2 separate regions of the Rattus norvegicus genome follow, and region 2 is linked to region 1. A link is a contact called in public Hi-C data. All regions are on one chromosome and are shown on one strand. Each heading gives the region's core, a stretch centred on a gene start, on an enhancer-like site or on the middle of the called end of the contact. The rest is flanking DNA. Distances are from core to core; before and after follow the strand shown.

The links. Hi-C and Micro-C count contacts between places; a contact is called where the count stands out from the background.
Region 2: a contact with region 1 is called in a Hi-C map of Schwann cells, with 3 times the contacts expected there. The contact joins the promoter of Pdlim5 here to the enhancer-like site in region 1. A contact is called at or near these places in 4 of 12 Hi-C or Micro-C datasets (the Rat2 cell line, Schwann cells, liver and 1 more) and 1 of 1 datasets of contacts at active chromatin or transcription factors (oligodendrocytes).

Annotation. Positions count from the first base shown.
Region 1 is chr2:233,707,390-233,710,555 of GRCr8, forward strand. The region is part of intron 3 of Pdlim5 (PDZ and LIM domain 5); the gene reads right to left. Among named protein-coding and RNA genes, the nearest start is that of Pdlim5, 85 kb to the right of the region's middle. Within about 2 kb of position 1,617, at least 53 of the 93 cell types and tissues checked have an H3K27ac peak or open chromatin away from gene starts, as enhancers often do. A contact at or near this core is called in Schwann cells, where this site is marked.
Region 2 is chr2:233,792,123-233,795,269 of GRCr8, forward strand. Pdlim5 (PDZ and LIM domain 5) reads right to left here and starts at 1,354. Exons shown (of 13, transcript NM_053326.1): 1 at 1,322-1,354.

The DNA.
Region 1 (3,166 bases), core at 367-2,866:
GTTAATTTTGTTCTCCCACAACTTATCAGCTTCAGAATGAATGCTGATATGCATACGTTATTAACTGAAAGCTCTATAAATTTAGTATTTGGAAAAAAATTGAACTTACAGAAAAAAATTCAGAACACACCCTATTTGCCTTTTAACAAGGCTTCAGAAGAAGTAAGATAAGTCTTTTAGGAATGCTGGCAACGTGTCCTCAAAATCCCAGGGTGGGTCCACTACACAAACATCTTACTGTGTGGAAAAATAGATCAGTGTATAATTATAAGCCAAATGAAACAGCTGATATACCACGGAGTGCAATAAAAGTCAGCTTCCTTGTTTTAAACACTAAGCACAAAATGACCAATACAATTATTTAATTCCCAGAAAAGTTTTCTTATATGCCAACATATTCTTATAGTTCTTATATCCTTAGTATCATGTGACATCTGAGTATTTATTGAAGTTCAAATTTTCAGCAGAGGTTTGAAATGTTCTGTTAAAATGGTTCTATTAATATGCTTTACTTTGCCTTTCAAGTAAATAAAGTTTCTTTTTTTACCCCTAAAATCCATCTCAAAACAATTTTCATTTTGGTGCTGTATGAGAAAATGCTTACAGTGTTAGTGATGTACCTAAAATACACCAATATTATTAGCAACACTTTAGGAAAGCTTCCATTTAAATGATACTTATTTTGTCTCTTTTGAGTACCCCTTCCCTAAATATACAATGAATGTGGTTTTTATAATAAGAAAAACTTTCTCAAAGTTTATTTCATAGTAAACTATCTTGTAAAAATGGAAATAAAGCCTTCTATTATGAAATATATGTGGAAAAAAATGAAGGCCCAAGTTATCCATCATCTCAAGTCTTAAAATATTTAAAATACTATAAATTCCCATACACACATATTTGAAAGGCTGCTTGTTATTTAGGAATAATTCTCAAGAGCAGAGCTGAGGATAAGGCTTGGGAAACATCATTTAAAATAAATATTTAAAGAATGAACAGATCTTTGCAATGTCTGAAATGTTTACTTAAGTTTCCAGGAGTAGTAGATAAAATTAAGGGAAAGAATTATTTTAATATTTAATCATAAAACTTTATAATGTATAATCTAAAAAAAATTTGCTATACAAATTATCTTTCTTGACTCACTAGTGCTCTCTTAAACTTTGTTTAATAAAATACCAAGGATATTTATATGAAGCATAATATAACCACGTTTAGAGAAGTAGATTCTATTTCCTTTATCAAGTATATCTATGAATATATGTATTCAGTATTGTCTGTGGAGAAAGCCCTAACATATGAATATGAAAAATTATTTGCCAAACTTAAATTTGTTATAATTATTTTCCTTAAGTTTAACAGGCAGTAAGCATTTTCTCTTTTAGCACTGTCACAGATTACCTGGAAAGGAGTAAATTTAAGACGTTTAAACAAATGAATATTTAGGAACTGTAGTATAAGGACTAAGAAGCAAACCATAAAATACTGCCTCTCCCTTTGGACAGCAGGGACCGTGAGTCCCTCCTGCTCAGGGTGAGTTTCCAGTCTGCTGAGAGCCTGGCAATGGCCTGGTGCCATGGCCCAACAATTGGCTTATTGTTGTCTCTTCTTAGTAGGAAGCCCTGACAAGCGTAAGCTGCATGGTGAGACAGCACTGCCTGAGCTCAGCTATCCCCAGCACAGGGAGTGCAAAGGACAAAGCTGTCCCTGTGGCCACAACAGGCTTTTGAAAGTTGCCTGTTTTCTTTTTAATAAAAGCAGTATCTGAAAGAGAAACCCCTGAACGGATATAACCAGTTTCAGGGCTTCCAGCTTAAGAGCTGAAAGGACTTTAGCTATAAGAGACCTATGAAAATCTAGAACTGTGATGTTCTAGTTAGAATGAAGACTATAAAACAATGATCCTAAACTAGACATCATTCAGTCATGAATTAGATTCAAAAGAATCATGTAAAACGCAACTCTGTCAATGGCTGATATTTAAACCATGGGTTTACATGGTGCATTTTCCAACAGTGCTCTACAAAACCAAGTAGCTTTTATTTTAAAAAGGAGCCCGGAAACTTCCATGATAATGTTTAAGAACAAGGAATCAGGCAACAGAACTATTTGGATAAAAATTAATTTACATTATTTTTGGTTAGCTGTGTGTCTCCTTCAACCCCGTTTAGCACTTAACTCATAAACAGCCACACAGAAAGGAGGTGGGATCCGGTTCATCTTTTATGAAGTTAGCTCTAAATTTCCCACAGCATAGCCATCTTTAGACCTCCTGACCTTAGGACCTATAAACACTAAGGCACACCATTAATCACTGTAATTACGGAGATGTCAATTTATAATAACAAAGCAAGTCCAAACTTGAAAGAAAGCAAACATGCAAGGGTGCAAATGGATGCCTCTTACAGAGCCCCCTGTACTTCCCTGCCCTCACACCCTGAGCACTGAACACTTGTGGTCATGCTTCCCAGGCCTCTTCTAAATTACTTGAGAATATCTCCTATAAATAAAAGCACAACGTAGTTATGTATCAAACACAAAAACCCTCAATTTGTCAAACTCTCTCCTCACATGTGCTGTGCTAATGCTTTCACTCCCTCTCCACATCTTTCTTGACTACAGTAAGTAAAACACATTGCTCAGTCCTAGGAGCACAAATGTGGATGGAATATCTATGCACAGACAAAAAAGGAGGGAGCAAGTACATGGCAACTGCTCTGGCCATATATCTAGGGCCCTGTCCTGGTGCCTGCACATAGCTGGAAATCGGGCGTGGCTCTGAGCTAGCAAGGACAGGAAGCTATCTCCCAGTAACTGCTTCTATTGAGATCACTTGCTGCACTTTTCCTTGTGAAGTGATGATAGCAGTTGATAAAGATTTGAGGTCAATTTTAACCAACCAGTTATAAGTCAAGCTAAAGAGCTGATGGGTGGGTGGATGGACGGACAGATGGATGGATGGATGGATGGATGGATGGATGGATGGATGGATGGATGGATGGAAGGATGGACGGATGGGTGGATAGATGGATGGATGGATGGGAGAAAGGTAAGGAGAAGGGAAGGAGGAAGTTAATTCAGCTAAGCTCTCAAACCTAATGGTTTTCTTATTTTACCAAGATAGAAAGAAGCCAAGGTTAGTAGTTAGCAGGCTAAATTTTAAAAG
Region 2 (3,147 bases), core at 104-2,603, 84 kb after region 1:
CCTTTTCTTAGGGACTCCCTTCCTGATTTCTCCCATTTGTTATTAACATTTCTAGTACTAGTCAAGTCAGCCAAACCGCAACACCAGTCTCTTCCCTAAACTCCCTTTCCGCTAGCTTCACTTGGAATTCATTTGTCTTAAAATATTCTGATCCTTAAGCAAGGGCAGAATTGTCATTGGCCTTTTCCAAGTCTCCCCCATGTGGTTATTAGTGCCCAAACGCTAAAATACCAACCAAGCAGGCAGGAAATAACAGCTTATTCTGCTTTCAAACATGTAAAAAACGTTGGAATTTCTGTAGAGTTTTGGATTTTCTTTTAGGGGCAGTCTAAATAATGCCTTCCATCTACTGCTGGTGAGGGACGCTAAAAGTGGTTTCCCACACTTCAGTGTCAGCTTCTTTGGTGTGCGTAACGGGGCAGACCTACTGTGGTGAGTGGTAAGCCCTTCAATTAAGACTACCTAGAGATTCTTTCTCTCCTCCTGAGATAGAATGGTGGGCGGACTAAAGAGCTAAGGCTTAGGATGAAAGAGGATGAGACGTTTCCCAGCTAGGGTTCACGCCTAGCCAAGTTGGCCAAATAAGGTTCCCCAGCTAGCAGTTTCCGTAGCAGGCGGGTTCAGACGTCCTCGGGTCAAGAAGGCGGACCTGGGATAGGATCCGGCGATCACACCCTAGACCTGCCCAGCCCAGTCACGAATTTTCTTTCCAAGTTCTGCCCAGTCCATACGCCCTTCCTTTTTCCACTCATTGTCAAACGCCGCTGAAGCACAATCTGGCCAAAGCCCCAAAAAGTCCACCAGTTTCATAAAACTGGCGACCGCGACCGATCTAAGTGGCCTTTCATTCTAGACGCACCGACCTGTAACCCTAACAGGTTACACAACGGCAAATATTTCACGGAGGAGAAAATAAACGCTTCTCCGTAGCCCGGGAGCCAGCAAACAAAATAGCGCCGCTTTCCCGTGCAGGCGCACATTCTCCGCTCGCCAGAGCCTCCCAGGGGGCTGGCGCGCCCCAGGCCGAGGTGCTGCCCTTCGCCCCCCGCGGTCGGGCTCCGCGGGCGCCCCCTGGTGCGTCCGGCTCTCCCGAGCGCCGGTCCCGGAGAGTCCCGGCTCTGGACGCTGACCCGCGGCGCGCCGCCCTGCCCCGCACTTCTCACACCTCCGCGCGCACCGGGAGCACCTGAGGAGCCGCGGCTCTGAGGAAACGCGCACCCCGTCCTCCTCCCGTCCTGCGCCCCTCCACGCGCCGCACCCCGTCACCCGTTTCTCCCATCGCGGAGGAGGACGTGCTCCGCCGCCGCCCGCGGTCACTCACCTCCGGACCCGCGCGGCGCACCCTCCGCCTCAGACCAGCGCTGACAAGTGGCTCGCGGTGCCTGCGCCGTCCCTCTCAAGCCGGTGGGGAACTTCCGCCTCCGCGCTCGACCCGCCCCGCGCCCAAGGCTGGGCACGCCCCTTCTCTGATGGCCACACCCCCTGGTCCGGGCTGGGCGGGGCCGCACTGCTGCTGGCTTTGAAGGCAATGGAGTCTCCGGGTTGTACGCGGGGACTTGCTGGGGCCGGCTGTAGCCGCCTCAAAAACAATTCCCCGAGTGGAGTTTCGGTGGGCGTAGTCTCCGGGGTGTAGTCTTGGAGTGGTACCCGGCAAAGATCTAGCCTTCCGCTTCTCTGTTTTGTATTTAGGCGCTTTTCACTCCCGCAGAAACTTGAATTGACCCGCAGTTGGTCTGGCTAAAAATAGAAAAGGGCTTTAGCTAAATCTCTGTCTGTCGGAGCGAGTTCAGCGACTACCGCCTGCTTTTGTGAAAGACCTCTGTATACTCTCGAGAAGTGCAAACTCTGAAGTTTGCTTGTCAGGAAGGTGAAAATCGCTAACCCTAATATGCAGAAGTTAAATCTGTCGTCAAGCTAAAAGACAGCCACACAAAGCAGTAGGCAAAGTGATTCAGCCACCGATCCTCGGCTTACTTTTCTAATTCCAAATCAACAGCACGTTTACCTACTTCTGTAAAGTTGTTTGATTTTGCCCAAAGAATTTTTATTCACAAGCAAACTTTGGTAAAGTTTAGTGAACATTCCAAAAGAAACGTGCAGTTTTCTCTAACTCTTTGAATTGGCTTTTAAAATACTAAAAGCACAAGTGTTAACCAAGTGGCGTAGCAAACAAAAATAAACCTCAACAGAGGTCCCTCTAGAGGTACAAAGTCTGCCCTAGAGGTGCAAGCAAAATTCTAGAGTAGGTCCAAAGCTGTTGAAATAGTAGCCACTGGCCAGGAGTGACTATTTATCATTGGAAATGTTGATACTGAGATTTTTTTTTGGTTCTTTTTTTTCAGAGCTGGGGACCGAACCCAGGAGATTTTTTTTTTAGAGTTAAAATTTAGCTCACTGTAAAAACCTTTTATATTATCCTTATGAATCTAAATTTATACATATGAATAGGATAGGATTTCTAATAACTATAAGTTTCATTAGGACTACATTTCACTGTACTGTGGCCAACTTGACATAAATGTACCGGGTTTTTTTAAACTTTGTGAATTTAAAAAATAAGTATGTTGATTACATGTTGATATTATCTGCTTATTTACAACATTGTTAAAATTTATTTTCCTGTTTTAATGTATATACTAGGATGTGACTTGCCTATTTTGTTGGACAGTTTTTGATTGTACTACATTCTAAAAAGGAAACTAGTTTGCAGGGAAGATTTTTCCAGTGTGAGGTAGGTTTAGTGTGTTTTAGGGTTATGTTTCACAGCTCATCCAAAAGGAAACTGTTAAAAATGGCTACATGGAAACAAGTACCCCATGCAAATCAAATAGTAAGCCTTAACAATTGCCTCCATGAGATGGATGACAACCTTATTTACAATGTTTAAAAAATTTAAAGTTGCAACAGATTCTATAACATGTGATACACAATGCCACTTGTGACAAGCCAGTCGCTGGTGTAACCTTATAAGAGTTCATCTCTTCACCTCCTCCTCTGCTTGGTTGCTGACACAGTAAAATTGAACTAGATCAAGGCCATTTCATTACCATAGCACCAGAGAATAAGCACCTTGAGATGATAAGGGAAGGGCTAAGAGTGAATAGATTGCCCCCAAATGTACCTTAAGTTTTAGTCCTAATTGGAAAC